Linked DNA regions of Mus musculus: region 2 is linked to region 1. The links are chromatin contacts, called in public promoter capture Hi-C maps. All regions are on one chromosome and are shown on one strand. The core of a region is the stretch at or near the end of the contact, and the rest is flanking DNA. Distances in the headings are between cores, read along the strand shown.

Evidence for each region. Promoter capture Hi-C pulls out the DNA fragments that hold promoters and counts their contacts.
Region 2: a promoter capture Hi-C map of embryonic stem cells shows a contact between it and region 1, with 10 times the contacts expected there. The contact joins the promoter of Myo1g here to the promoter of Selenom in region 1. A contact is called at or near these places in 3 of 39 promoter capture datasets (embryonic stem cells and liver).

What each region holds. Positions count from the first base shown.
Region 1 is chr11:3,509,823-3,516,407 of GRCm38.p6, reverse strand. Selenom (selenoprotein M) reads right to left here and starts at 1,724. Exons shown (of 5, transcript NM_053267.3): 1 at 1,335-1,724; 2 at 112-147. The coding sequence starts at 1,463.
Region 2 is chr11:6,517,921-6,525,431 of GRCm38.p6, reverse strand. It overlaps Myo1g (myosin IG), which reads left to right and starts at 4,474. Exons shown (of 22, transcript NM_178440.4): 1 at 4,474-4,690; 2 at 6,245-6,453; 3 at 6,605-6,698; 4 at 7,415-7,511. The coding sequence starts at 4,578.

The DNA of each region.
Region 1 (6,585 bases), core at 475-2,974:
ACCAAGACAGGTCCAGTCTCCTGCCTCACAGTACAGGGATTCCCACCAGGCCCCCAGTCAGTGACCAGTGCTCCTTATTCCCTAAGAGGGACTCCCTTCCTTCAAACTCACCTCCTTTAGGCGATTCAACTGTCATCCTCCACAGGTCTGGAGAGAGAGAGAAATGGGATAATAAACCAGGAGTCCTTCACAGGCTAGCTATACAGCCAAGACTATGCCGTCCTTTACACTGAATTGGGTCAGGCAGTGAGCGTAAAGAGAAGCATCAAGGTGTGGCAGTAAAGTCCTGTGAGCAAGAAGACCTCTGTACAGGTTGGGAAGCTCAGGCCTAGAGCCACAGGTAAAGAATGAGGGAGAGAAACCAGCCATGGGTCCCTGTCTGCATGTTATTGATAGCTGACCAATGCCCAGGAGACATGGGTTACGGCATTCTCCCTGTTGTCGGTAGAATTCTAACCCTGGCCTTTGGCCCTTGAGACGAAAGTCAGACTAGAAGGGAACAGCTCAGAACTACCCTAAGGGCCCTGTTAGAGGCACCTGCCATCTGGTCCCTACCCCACCCCATGCAGAGGCAGCCCTGCCAGCCACCTGTGGTTCAGCTTCAGGAACCATCTGGCTGATCTTCCCTAACTTGGGAGTATGGATGGTCCTTCTCTATTCCTGATGGGAGGCCGCAGCCCAACAGGAAGTCCAGACCTCCCTATTTCAGGCCTCCCTTACACTTCCTTTTGTTAATTTTTTTTTAAATTAAAAATAAACCAGCTAAGGCCCATGAAGAGTCTGCAAACATAGGAATCACTTAGGAAGACTCCAGGGGAGTCCTTTGGCCGGCAGGTGGTGGTGGTCCAGGGTGGCTGTGGACTGTTGGTATCTCATTTCCCTATCCTCTCCTCCAGCTCCAGCAGAGTACAGTGAGGGGAGGAGCTTAGGTCTTTTCTCCCCACCAGAAGAAAAGAGATTCTGGAATGCCAGGCACTAAGTCTGGGTGGGGGGAGAAATAATGGGGAAAGGTGAGGTTATCCTTAGAGAAGGTGGGTTCTAAGGGGCCAGTTTTCAAAAAATTATAGCCAGAGACCCACGGTAGGGCCAAGCCTGGAGCAGAGGCAAGGGTTCAGAGTGCCAGGCCACAAGGACGAGACTTCTTACTTCCACAGTAGATGCTGTTCATCATGCGGCTGGGAAATAAAAGGAATGATTCCCGGGCCGTGCAGGAGGGAAAGGGGGGGGGGGTGTTTCGGGAATTCTGGTATTCCTGAGGCCGGACTATATTCTTGGGATAAGGGGCAGCAAGGTTGTGGAACTGTCGTACTAAGGTTGGGAAAAGGCGCACTCACCTCCACCCGCCCCCTGGCCAGGCCTCGAAGACGGTTCCAATCCGGTCGGTAGTTGGTGGTGGAGGTGGCTGGAGCCACAAGGGCTGCAAGAAGCAGCAGCAGCGACGGCGGCGACAGTAGGATGCTCATCTGTGCCTGGCAGGAGACGTTCCGCAGGCTGCACCCAAACTCGGCCGCTGCGCCACGTCTGGCCCGCAAGCTGGCCCCGCCCAAGCCAAAAGCTCCGCCCAGCCATAAACCACGCCCCCAGAGCTAGAAACAGCCCCACTGACATCCCACCCAAATCGGGTGGTTGCCTCCCACTAACCCCCATCCCTGTCTCAGCTACTCTCTGGTCCTCCAGACTTCATGTTCCCAGTTCTCACAATCTCCATATTGCATTTGCCCACTAAGTGTGAAACGCTCCCGCAGGATGCCAGGAGACAGCACTACTTCGCGTCACCAGAGGGCGCAGGAGGTTCGCAGATGGACACAAGGATTTCTGGGTCAGAGAGTTAAGATAAGGAAGCAGGAACCTAGGAGATCTCCTTTATACGCTTTTGATGTCTTTGAACGAAATTCCGATCAAAGCTTCAATTCCCCAAAGCACACGTTGTAAGCGAGGACCATTACCTACGCCCCGCTCAAGAAAGCTCAGAGGGTAAAAGCGCTTGTTATGACAGCCTGACTCCTGAGTTTTATCCCTGAAACCTAAAAAAAAGTGAAAGAAAAACAGCAATTCCCACAAGTTGTGCTCTGTCCTCCACAGGCGTCCCCAACCGCTCACCATGGCATGTCCGTGCCTGTACAGGCACACGCGGTGCACACACACATATAATAATAATAATAAATATAAATTCTTACAAAGGAATACTACCTATCCTTTTTTACCTAGAAAAGGCTGGGAGGGTTAATATACACAATGCATCTCATTAGAACAGTATCTGGTCAGAGATGGTACACACCAATCTCCTACTGTCCTTGAACTCAAAGCAATACTCTTCACTCAACCTCCTGAGGGCAGGGTGATTAGGACAGACTCTGGCTGTGTTACCTTCCATTATTAGCTCTTCCCCTTCCTCATCACAACGGCCCCCTCCAGCAATGAACTCCGTTTTGCAGATTAGGAACTGTTTCAGAAATGTAAAATAGGCCAATTCATAGATCTGGATTTGAGCCCCAAACACCTCTGTGGATCATCTCCCTGGACCAAGGAGGAAACAGGTGGCACTCCATGTCCTCATGCCTTCAGCAGACACAGCAAGTACAATCAGTTTTTTGTCACCCTGGATTTAACCAGTCTCAAGTTGGAAATATTAGGAAGTAAAAACTGCCTCTGTACTGAACATGTACAGACTCTTTTCTTGTTGTTATTCCAACCAATAGAGCATTACAACTATTTATAGCATCTGTATTGTATTAGGTGTTATAAATTATCTAGAAATGATAGAAAGTACAAGATCAGGCCACACGGGCTTTAGGAAAATACTAAGCCATTTTATCTATGGATTTGAGCATCCTCATATTTCGAGTTTTGGTATGGAAGTGTGCCCTGGAACCAATCCCTGGCAGACAGCAAGAACACGCTGTGCCCTTTCCCACAGGATTCAGAGAACCTTGTCAACACTGAGCCAACGCTGCTTGTGATCCAAGGTATTTTTACCTTTCTGGGCTTATTCCACCACTTTTAAAATGCGCATTAAAAATGGGGCGGGGAGAACCATCAGCAGATAGTTCCATGACTATAGGCACTTGCTGCCAAGTCTGATGCCCTAAGTTCAAGTCCCAGAACCCATGACAAAAGGAAAGAAGAGACTCCCACAGATTGTCCTCTGACCGTCGCATGTTTCTAATATCAAGCACTCACAGACAGACAGACAGACACACACAAATGAATAAATAAACAAATATAAAAATATTGGTGAGATAACTTAACATGTAGAATCAATTGTTGTATAAGCATGAAGACTGAGTCTGGATTCCTACACCAGTGTGAAAAGCCAGCCATGATAATACAAGCCTGTAATCCTGGCCCTTAAGAGACAGGGCACGAGGATCAGAATTCAAAGCCATCCTCAGAGGGGCTGGAAAGATGGCTCAGCAGTTAAGAGGACCGGTTGTTCTTCCAGGGGGCCCACGTTTGATTCTTAGCACCCACATGGAAGCTAACAACTGTCTGTAGTTCTCATTCTAGGGAATCTGATGCCTTCTCCTGGCCTCTACAAGCACCGGGGGAATGCATGTACTGTTCAGACATGCTTGCAAGCAAAATCTCCATGGACATTGTCTTAGTCAGGGCTTCTATTCCTGCACAAACATGACCAAGAAGCAAGTTGGCGAGGAAAGGGTTTATTCGGCTTACACTTCCATACTACTGTTCATCACCAAAGGAAGTCAGGACTGGAACTCAAGCAGGTCAGGAAGCAGGAGCTGATGCAGAGGCCATGGAGGGATGCTACTTACTGGCTTGCTTCCCCTGGCTTGCTCAGCCTGCTCTCTTATAGAACCCAAGTCTACCAGCCCAGAGATGGGAGATGGTCCCACCCACAAGGGGCCTTTCCCCCTTGATCACTAATTGAGAAAATGCCTTACAGCTGGATCTCGTGAATGCATTTCCTCAACTGAAGCTCCTTTCTCTGTGATAACTCCAGCCTGTGTCAGGTTGACACAAAACTAGCCAGTACAGACATAAAACACAAATAAAAAATTTAAAAAGTAATCTTCCGTTTCATAGTGAGTTTAAGACCAGCCTAAACCTATGAGAACCCAACTCAAAAATAACACACACACACACACACACACACACACACACACGGGCTAGAGAGGCAGCTCTGGCATTAAAAGCATGGCTTTATGTTCTTCTACGGTACAATTCCCAGCATCCACATGGTGGCCCACAACCACCTCTATCTAAGTCAGGTTCCAAGAGATGCACTATAAGATGCCCTCTTCTGGCTTCTGTGAGCACTGTACACAAACATACAGACAGACAAAACATCAGTACACATAAAACAAACCTAAAATACCACACACATAATACATAGATACATATATTCATGCATACATGCACACACACACATAGAGGATTTTAGCTGTGTATGATGGTTCACACTTGTAATCACAACACTCGGGGGGCAGAGGCAAGACAATTGGCTCAAGCTCAAGGCTACAGAGAAAGACCCTTCTACATCTCCTTCACATTGGCTTGATTGTTAAGAGTTTGAAACAAGTCAGGCAGTGGTGGCACACACCTTTAATCCCAGCACTTGAGAGGCAGAGGCAGGCAGATTTCTGAGTTTGAGGTCAGCCTGGTCTACAGAGTGAGTTCCAGGACAGCCAGGGCTACAGAGAGAAACCCTGTCTCAAAAACAACAATAACAACAGCAGCAGCAGCAACAACAATAACAACAACAACAACAAAAACAAGGAGTTTGAAACAAGCTTAGAACTGCAGAGATGGCTCTGTGGGACGAGCACAGGTCCTGAGCTCAGCCCCCTAGAAAGCCCAGAAGTGCACCAGGCCATGTTTAATCAACTCAGGGAGAGAGGAGGATTGGGGGGGGGGGGGGCTTGCTGGCCAGCCAGTCTAGCCAAATCAGTGAATCTAGCCGCAATGAGGTAGCATCTTTCAAAATCTAAAGAGTGAAGGGCTGCCTAGGTGGCTCAGAAAGTGAAGGCACTTGCTACAAAACCTGAACTCAATCTGTGGAACTCACAAGGTAGGAGAGCCAACTCCTGTGAGTTGTCCTCTGACCTCCACAAGCTCACTGTGGGATGCCCACACCCACACATAAACACTCCCATCCCCACAATAAATACAGACAATAAAAAAAATTTCCGAGCTGAGTGAGGTAGAACAAGCCTTTAACCTCAGCACTCAGCAAGCAGAGGTGGGTGGATGTCTGTGAGTTCTAGGCCAGCTAGAGAGACAGTGAATCGACTTCTTTCAAAAGGGGAAGGAGTATGGTTAGTGAGGAGCTGCTGAGACCATCATCCATTTCTTTCTTCTTGCTTTCAAACTTGCCAGGACATAAAATACGTTTCTCTTTTCAAATCCTCAAAAGTCTTCTTATATCCCACTAATTCCACATGATTCAATCACATGCCCTGAGAATTTGTCCTTGGGATAACCAATCTTGACTCATTCCTAAAGCTGGGTACAAGGTCAACCACACTATTGTTTGTTGAGGACATAGATGGTAATGGATGGGATGGCCACCATAGCAGCCAACCAATTTTATAAAACGTATACACGAATACATTAGATGAGATCAAAACAATCTAAAGGGAAAAAAATCCAAAAATAAAAATGGCTATCTCTTGGAGGTTAAAATTATAGGTAAATGTTTCCTTCTTTGTATCCTGTTCTATATTTTCTGTAAGTATATGTCAACTAAACTCAAGGGGTTAAAATTAGTTTACAAAACAGTGGAATATAACTCATTGGCTCTCTGCACCCCAACCCCTACCCGAGAGATTCTACCTATCACAATAAGGGCCCCCGGGGTGACAGAAGCCTGAGGCCCCACAGAGCCTGTGGTTTTTCTGCTGACACACCCAAACCCCAGTTCCCCATGAGTCCTTGTTGTTCACTGGACAGATGCCACCAAACCACTCTCATTGCATTAACCTGGACTCTGTGGCTGTTGGGCCACAGCTTGGTCTGCTGAGGGCTGACCACCAGCCAGTAGAACCAGCAGGAGACAATGGCTGCAACAGTACCAGGAACATTCTAGCATCAGCAGCACAAGACCTCCCAGGATAGAGCTCTGCTCACAACCCATACCCCTAAGGTGCCAGTGTGCAGTCTAGGCCCTTTGGATAGGTTGGGACTCAAGTTTTAGTCTGTGATGAGTTTAGGGTCATCAGGGTCACTTTTCAATTTAAGCAAAAATTTAAGGAAGGAGGCAGAAGCAAAAGGACCACAAGTTCAAGACTAGCCTGGGCCTCATAGTGGGGCTTTCTCAAATTCTATATCACCACCACCAATAACAATAGCAACAACAGCAATAACGAAAGTCCAATAGGCTTAGAACTAAACCTGGGTTCGAGTCAGGATTCAGTCTTTGACTGGGATTAAGGCTCAGTATATGACCAGGGTCAAGGCTCAGTTAACAACAAAGCTCAGAACTTGGACTTTAACCAGATTCAGGGCTCCATTTTATGACCAAAGTAAACAGAATTTGCATGATACATGGTGAAAATTCATTATGAGATCAAGGGCTAGTCAATGATTAAGCTCAGAGCTCTTTGACCAAAAGCACTGTTTCAT
Region 2 (7,511 bases), core at 3,225-5,724, 3.0 Mb before region 1:
ATAAACCATGGGTATTGTAGCAGGCTAGAGAAAAGCACACCTGCTAATCAGAATACATCAGAGGCAAGAAGATCAGGCTGGCCTGGGTTACAAAGGACCCTGCTTCAAAAAGAAAGTAGATGTGATTTTATCCATGACTTGTCTTAGCCTGTTTATACATTACATGTGCTAAAAACACTGGTGGCAGCCCAGGTAAACCACGGTGCCTTTCCATTCTCAAGTACATGCAGGTGATTCCGTGTGCCACCTACATCATGCCTGCTTGTATACTTTTAATGACCATTTGGAACTTGCACTTGATTGGATGGAGGAGGGGTGCTGGAGTTGTCCCATTAAGGCTAAGTTGGGGGTGAGGTACAGGGGGACTGTACTGTGAGATCCTGAGGATCTGCCCTTGGCTGATAGAATCGAGGGTGTAGCAGTCAAGGGTTTGTGCTTCCAGTACCTGTATCAGACAGTTGTAACTGCAGTTCTAGAAGATACCTGGCATCCATCCCTGTCTCTTCCCATCCCAGGGTACATAATTTACCCTGGCTGGGCACGCCTTTAAACTCCGCACTGGAAAAGCAGGCAGATCGCCCATGAATTTGAGACTAGTCTGGTTTGCAAAGTGAGTTACAGGACAGGCAAGGCTGCTGCTTAGGCTTCCTAGCACCCATATGAAAGCTCAGCAGATTGAAACTTCCTCCTGGGGATCTGACACCCTCTTCTATCTAGCCTCCCTGGGCACCAATGCATACAGATGGAGGCGGTGATGGCTCACGCCTTTAATCCGAGCACTTGGGAGGCAGAGGCAGGCAGATTTCTAAGTTCGAAGCCAGCCTGGTCTACTAAGTGAGTGCCAGGACAGCCAAGGTTATACAGAGAAACCCTGTCTTGAAAAAAACAACAACAAAAAAAAAAAAAATAGGAAGTCAATTGAACTGATTGAGATGGCTTAGCATTAAGAGGGTTAAGAGCACTGACAGTTCTTCCAAAGGTCCTAGTTCAATTCCCAGCAACCACATGGTGGCTTACAACCATCTGTAATGACATCTGATACCCTCTTCTGGTATGTCTAAAGACAGCTACAGTGTGCTCACATAAATCTATAAGAAAAAAAAAGGAAACCAAGTGTGGGATATTCCCCTGAATGTCAGCTATTCAGTCTAAAAGTATGGTCTGTCCATGGTTAGCTTACTGCCCACGGGTTAGCTTACATAGGTATTGTTAGGAAATGTAGTGGGCAAGGCCTGGCAAAGTTGGTCATTGGAGGTACGGTGAGTTTTCATTACTACTGACTTAGTGAATGGAACAGTGCCCAGAGATGCCCCCCCCCCCCACACACATCCATATTAGACACAGCAAAAACTACCCTAACAAGAGACCATCTATTCCTGTACCCCAAATGCACATCACACACACACACATACAAACTTTAAAACTAGGTAAAATGGGACTGGAGAGATGGCTCAGTGGCTAAGAGCACTGACTGCTCTTTTGAAGGTCCTGAGTTCAAACCCCAGCAACCACATGGTGTGGCTCACAACCATCCATAATGAGATCTGACTCCCTCTACTGGAGAGTCTGAAGACAGCTACAGTATACTTAAAAAAAAAAAAAACTAGGTTAAATGGCAGAGATGGCAGTTCAGAACACTTGACTGATCTTCCAGAGATCCTGAGTTTACTGCCCAGCAGTCATGTGGTGACTCACGGTCATGAGTATTGGGATCTGATTCCCTCTTCTGGTGTGCATGAAGATAGCACTCAAATTACACACACACTTAACACTACACACACACACAGCACGCTGTGTGTTCAATTTTATGGGGAAGTTTTATGGCAAAACTGCATGTAAAGAACAGACTGGTGGGTGCCAACAAAAGATGCTTCATGCTGAGACACACAAACACCCATAGATGGTCAATTTGCCACTAACCTAGACAGTAGAATTGCTAGGGTTTCCTCAGGCCCTAGCAGACTAGAGTGGGTGGTGGCTCCACCCTATTGCCCTATCTGCAAGTTTGCTGTGCCCCGCAAGTTTGGTATAAGGACCATACCATGAGGGAGCTTCAAGTGGGCACCACCTGACCAACCCCTCTCTCAACAACGGGAGCTTCTGGGTTTGGTGCAGAAAGGGCCCATAGTTGGTTCAATCCAGGGAGAAATGAATGTGTCCTCTCTTTAGCTTCAACATTGTGAAAGAGTAACTCCTGTGTAGGTCGTGCTAGAGGCTTAATCACGTGCTAACAGGTGTAGAAACAACCAGAGCCTAATGCTACACCCAAGAGTCAACCTCTGACTTAAGAATGATCTTGGGATTTTTAAGTGGTTAGAAGAAAAACCCCCAAATACACTATGTCATGACAGGTGTAATTTTTGACGACTGCAGAGTTCTGTATTTCAGGGAACTCACCCACGTCTCTTCTTGTTTGAATCACAAGTCCCAGAGCTTTTTAAGGCCTGGGGTTTTGCGAAGTGAAACCCAAGGGTGGGAGTCCCCGGTTTGGGGAAACCCTACCAAAGCACCACCGCAGGAGGCTGCAGATGGAATGCTCTCATGCCAGGCTTAAAAGGAAGCAGCCTGATTGGGGCATAAGGGCTGTACTGCCTCAGGGAGGAGCCAGAGCCAGAGCCATACTACTGCATCTGGGACAGTTCTGGCCAGTGGCTCATCTTATCACTAATGATACCTGCTTTTACCACATGGTGAATTAGAACTTAAACTTCATTAGGTATGTTGCACTATTAAATAATCCTAAAAACCAAATGGAATGGTTGAAATACAAGTGTCAGCAGATGGTGATGGAGAACACCTTTGATTACAGCACATGGGAGGCAGAGGCAGGCAGATCTCTAAGTTTAAAGTGAGCCAGATCTACAGAGCTACTTCCAGGACAGTCAAGGACACACAGAGAAGCCCTATCTCAAAACAACAACAACAAAACAAAGCAAAAACAAAACAAAATACAGTTGTCAGATATCTGTGAATACAAGCTCTCTCAAAATTGGCCTGCAAATAACACATATTTGGGAACATTTGGGCCTGCCATCAAGGGAGCAGAGAGAGCTGCCCACTGGCAGACCCTGTAATCAGGAGGGAGGACTGCACAGAGAAACCTGAGTGGTCGCCTAGCCATTTTTCAATGTACCACTAATCTACAAGCTCAACCATAAGCCAAGACCTGTGAGAGCTAAGATGAGGCCCCAGAGCTCCAAGAGTTAATGGTTTTATCTCAGAGGCTGGATGAGAGAACGAAGCTGAGCATATGCAAGAGGGTCCTACCAAAGGCTAGCCCACTAGAGGGCTGGAGAGTGTACTCTTCCGCTCCCTTGTCACTGTGGGGAGGAATCGCAGGGTGCCGAGTCCCCACCACTGCCTCATCTGCTGGGTCAGGCAGGAAGTCTTTATGGTTTAAACTCTATTGTGGCCACCCCTGGCTGATGTTGAGCTCTGGGGCAGCGATGTTCAGCTGGGTAACCACGAGAGGCCAAGAAATATCTGTTGGCACGCCTTTAATCCCAGCACTTGGGAGGCAGAGGCAGGCCGATTTCTGAGTTCGAGGCAAGCCTGGAGCCTGGTCTACAAAGTGAGTTCCAGGACAGCCAGGGCTATACAGAGAAACCCTGTCTCGAAAAACCAAAAAAAAAAAAAAAAAAAACCAAAATAATAATAATAAAAGAAATATCTATTGGGCTAGAGAGATGGCTCAGAAGTTAAGAGCACTGACTGCTCCTGCAAAGGTCTGCAGTTTACGGCCACCCAGCCCTCTAGCCCTCTGCAGACACCCAGCATGCATATGGTGCACTTATACATGTAGACAAAGCACTTGTACACAAAATAGATGTTTAAAACGTTTTAAAAGAAGCATCCTGCCAGGCGTGGTGGCACATGCCTTTAATCCCAGCACTTGGGAGGCAGAGGCAAGTAGATTTCTGAGTTCAAGGCTGGCCTGGTCTACAGAGTGAGTTCCAGGACACACAGAGAAACCCTGTCTTGAAAAACCAAAAAAAGAAAGAAAGAAAGAAAGAAAGAAAGAAAGAAAGAAAGAAAGAAAGAAAGAAAGAAGAAGAAGCATCCTTTCTTACTGAGCCTGGTATAATCCTAGCTACTTTGGGGAGGCCAGCTTGGACTACAGAGATAGAAGAAAGAAAGAAAGAAAGAAAGAAAGAAAGAAAGAAAGAAAGAAAGAGAGAGAGAGAGAGAGAGAGAGAGAGAGAGACGGAAAGAGGGAGGGAGCAAAGGAAGGAAGGAAGACAGACAGACAAGGGGAGGGAGAATTCCAGCCTGCCCGTAATCTTTGGAGTGCTTGGGATTACAGACAGGTATGGCCAAACCTAGCTTGGGAAGAGCTTTAAGGAAGCCAGTAAAGACCCCATCAGGACAGACAGTTAGGCATGGACCTTGTGGGCCAGGGAGCAGGAAGCAGTGTCTGAAGCACCAAGGCAGGGGAGTAGCAATGGGCAGGGCCAAACTCCCCGGGCAGAACCCACTTCCTACTTTACTGAAGTACTGCAGTAGTCAGGCAGGGCTGGGCCTCCCCTTTCTGCCTTCCCCTTCACCTCTGTACAGAAAGCTCTGGCGACCTGCCTTGGATGCTTGCAGTGGGCAGGATGGAGGACGAAGAAGGCCCTGAGTATGGGAAACCAGACTTCGTGCTTTTGGATCAACTGACCATGGAGGACTTCATGAAGAACCTAGAGCTCAGGTAGATGTGAGGTGGGGGTGGGGATGCGGTACTGGGCTTCTTTCCTTCCTTTCCTCCCTTATCATCCACACAGACCTGAGAGAAGCCCTGAAGGTACCCTGGTCCCATCGTCAGGAATGGGGACAAGGCTACACATACCTAGACAATACAGGCTGAAATGATAGCATCTCCAGGAGATAATGGCCACTCAGAAAGTAACCAGCTGTCAGGAATGGAGCTGCCCAGCCACCCTCACAACACCCTGGTTGACAAGCCCAGAGTCCTGAGGAAGACAGGCAAAGGCATGGGGACCAGGAATGTACTGCATCTCCTCTCTGTCACCTGCTGATGCTTTCCCCCTGGGTCCCATGTGTGACCCGACTTGAGTTTCCTTAGGAACTCCAAAATGAAGTGCCCTCCACCCCAGAATCGCAATAATCGAAGCAAGCTGATATGATGCTGATATGATGTTCTGGGTTGGGAGTTGTTCATGGGAGGGGTCACAGGCTAGGACTAGGAGAATTGACAGTGCAGCCTGCTTTCTCACTGAAAAAAGCAGGGAGGGGTCCAGGAGCTAGAAGCACAGCATGTTAAATGGCCTTGTGTGCGGCTGGACTTCATACACACCTCCTAGGGAGGATTGTTGTGTGCTAGGAAGCTCCTTAGAGAGCAACTGGGGACCAGGAATCTCACTAGGTGCAGAGATGGAGGTCCTAGGCTGCCACATGGAGAGCTTTATCCAGGAAATGAGTTCAATGCTTTGTTAGACTGCCTCATTCTCTCGAAAAGCAAGCTCACAAGCATGCCCTCCATGCTTTGTATGCTGAGCCGAGGAAGACAGTGGCTGCAGGTCACAAAACTTGTAGTCCCAGGGCGTGACTTGTCAGAGGGGGCAGAGAAAGAGGAACCCTGAAGAGGCCTGCCTGGGGTTGAGCGGGCCCCACACACCGAGAGGACAGTTGGGGCCCCAAGGAGGCTAGTACTCCTCCCAGAGCACAAAACCCAAGAGAGGTACAGCCCTAGGTTCCTGCTTCTAATATGGTTAGTAAACGGAAGGGTGGAGGAGTTTGAGATGTGCTGGAGAGGGACGGTGGCCATGGCTGGGGTTGCAAAGACTAGCAAATCACCACGCTATGATTTGGGTGGGGCAGGGCGAGTCCCCTTCCGGATCTGGTCCCGCCTAGACTCTGAGACAGGAAACAACCAAGCCCCCCACCCCCCCCACCCCCCACTCTCTGGAAGAGTCCCCTTTTCACAGTCTCAGCCCAACTGCCCTGTAGGAGTCACCTGGGAAAGATGACCCCTGCAGGGCCGTTACCTTTGTGGGATAGATATTCCTGGTTCCTGAGACCTGAGCATCCTGGCAGAGAGCAGTGTGGACCACACCCTTTGCACTGTGCTGAGGGCTGCTCTGGGTGGCTCAGCTTACTGAGGATGGCACCAAGGGGTCTTAAGTCAGTGAGGTCCCTTTTCTCTTCTCTATGCTCTTTCTGGGAGGGGGTGCTGACTGCTCGAGGCCTCCCACGTGGGCCTCTCATGGATGTGAATATAGAAGTCTTGTTATGCTATACCCAGGTTTGAGAAGGGCCGTATCTATACCTACATTGGTGAGGTGCTCGTATCCGTGAACCCCTACCAGGAACTGCCATTGTATGGGCCAGAGGCCATTGCCAAGTACCAGGGCCGCGAGCTCTATGAGCGACCACCTCATCTTTACGCCGTGGCCAATGCTGCTTACAAGGCAATGAAGCGCAGATCCAGGGACACCTGCATCGTCATCTCAGGTACCTGTCCCGGTAAACCAGATGCCGGAGCCACGCCTGACTAAGAAATGAGGGTGATGGTGCTTCCACATTTGTGGGTTGGACTGGGACAAGGATCTGGGCTAGTGGTACCCAACCCAGTTGGTTCTATCATTTCCTATCTTCTCGGCAGGGGAGAGTGGGGCAGGGAAGACAGAAGCCAGCAAGCACATCATGCAGTACATTGCTGCTGTCACCAACCCAAGCCAGAGGGCTGAGGTGGAGAGGTGAGCACTGGGGTCCCAGCTGGGTTGAAGCTTCTTTGCTAGGGAAGGGCCTTGGACTAGAAAGGAAAAGAAGAAGAAGAAGAAGGAAGAAACAAAGAAAAAGAAAAAAGAAAGGTAAAGGCCAGCTTAAGCCACTTTCTGTTGGGAAGGCTCCAGGCTGCTGCCCGAGTTCTAAAGCCACACCAGGGACCTTCCAGATGTAGGAGGTGAGATTCAGCCAAGGAATATACACTGCCAGTTGGGGAGGGGATAGTATCAACAGGTAGTTATCAAGTGTCTCAAAGCAGGACAGGGAACATCTTGGGGAGCCCACAGAAGCCTGGAGAAATTGGCAGCCTAGTAAGAGGGTCAGGCAGGCAAATTCCAGCTGCCTGATCCAGAAAATGGGCTGGTCTGCCTGGTCCTCCACTCCCCATACAGGCCCTGCAGAAGTCTTAGCTTGTCTCTTCCTGTAGTGATTGGTGTTGTGGTAGAGGCTGGCAGGACGCTTGCGGGAATGTCAGTGCCCCAGCATGGAACCATTACTACCCATCTGTAGCGAAAGATCTACTGCAAAACAGATGGGTCATGGGGAATGGGCACGCAGCATTTGCTGAACACGCTAGACCACTCAGTCCCTCACAGCCAGCCAGCTCAGCTTCCGGGCCCATCCCGAGATGCTGCAGTTGTTTTTAGATGGGGATGTTGCACTGACCCTACGGCCCCTCTGTCCACAGGGTGAAGAATGTGCTCCTCAAGTCCACCTGTGTGCTCGAAGCCTTTGGCAATGCCCGCACCAATCGCAACCACAACTCCAGCCGCTTTGGCAAGTAC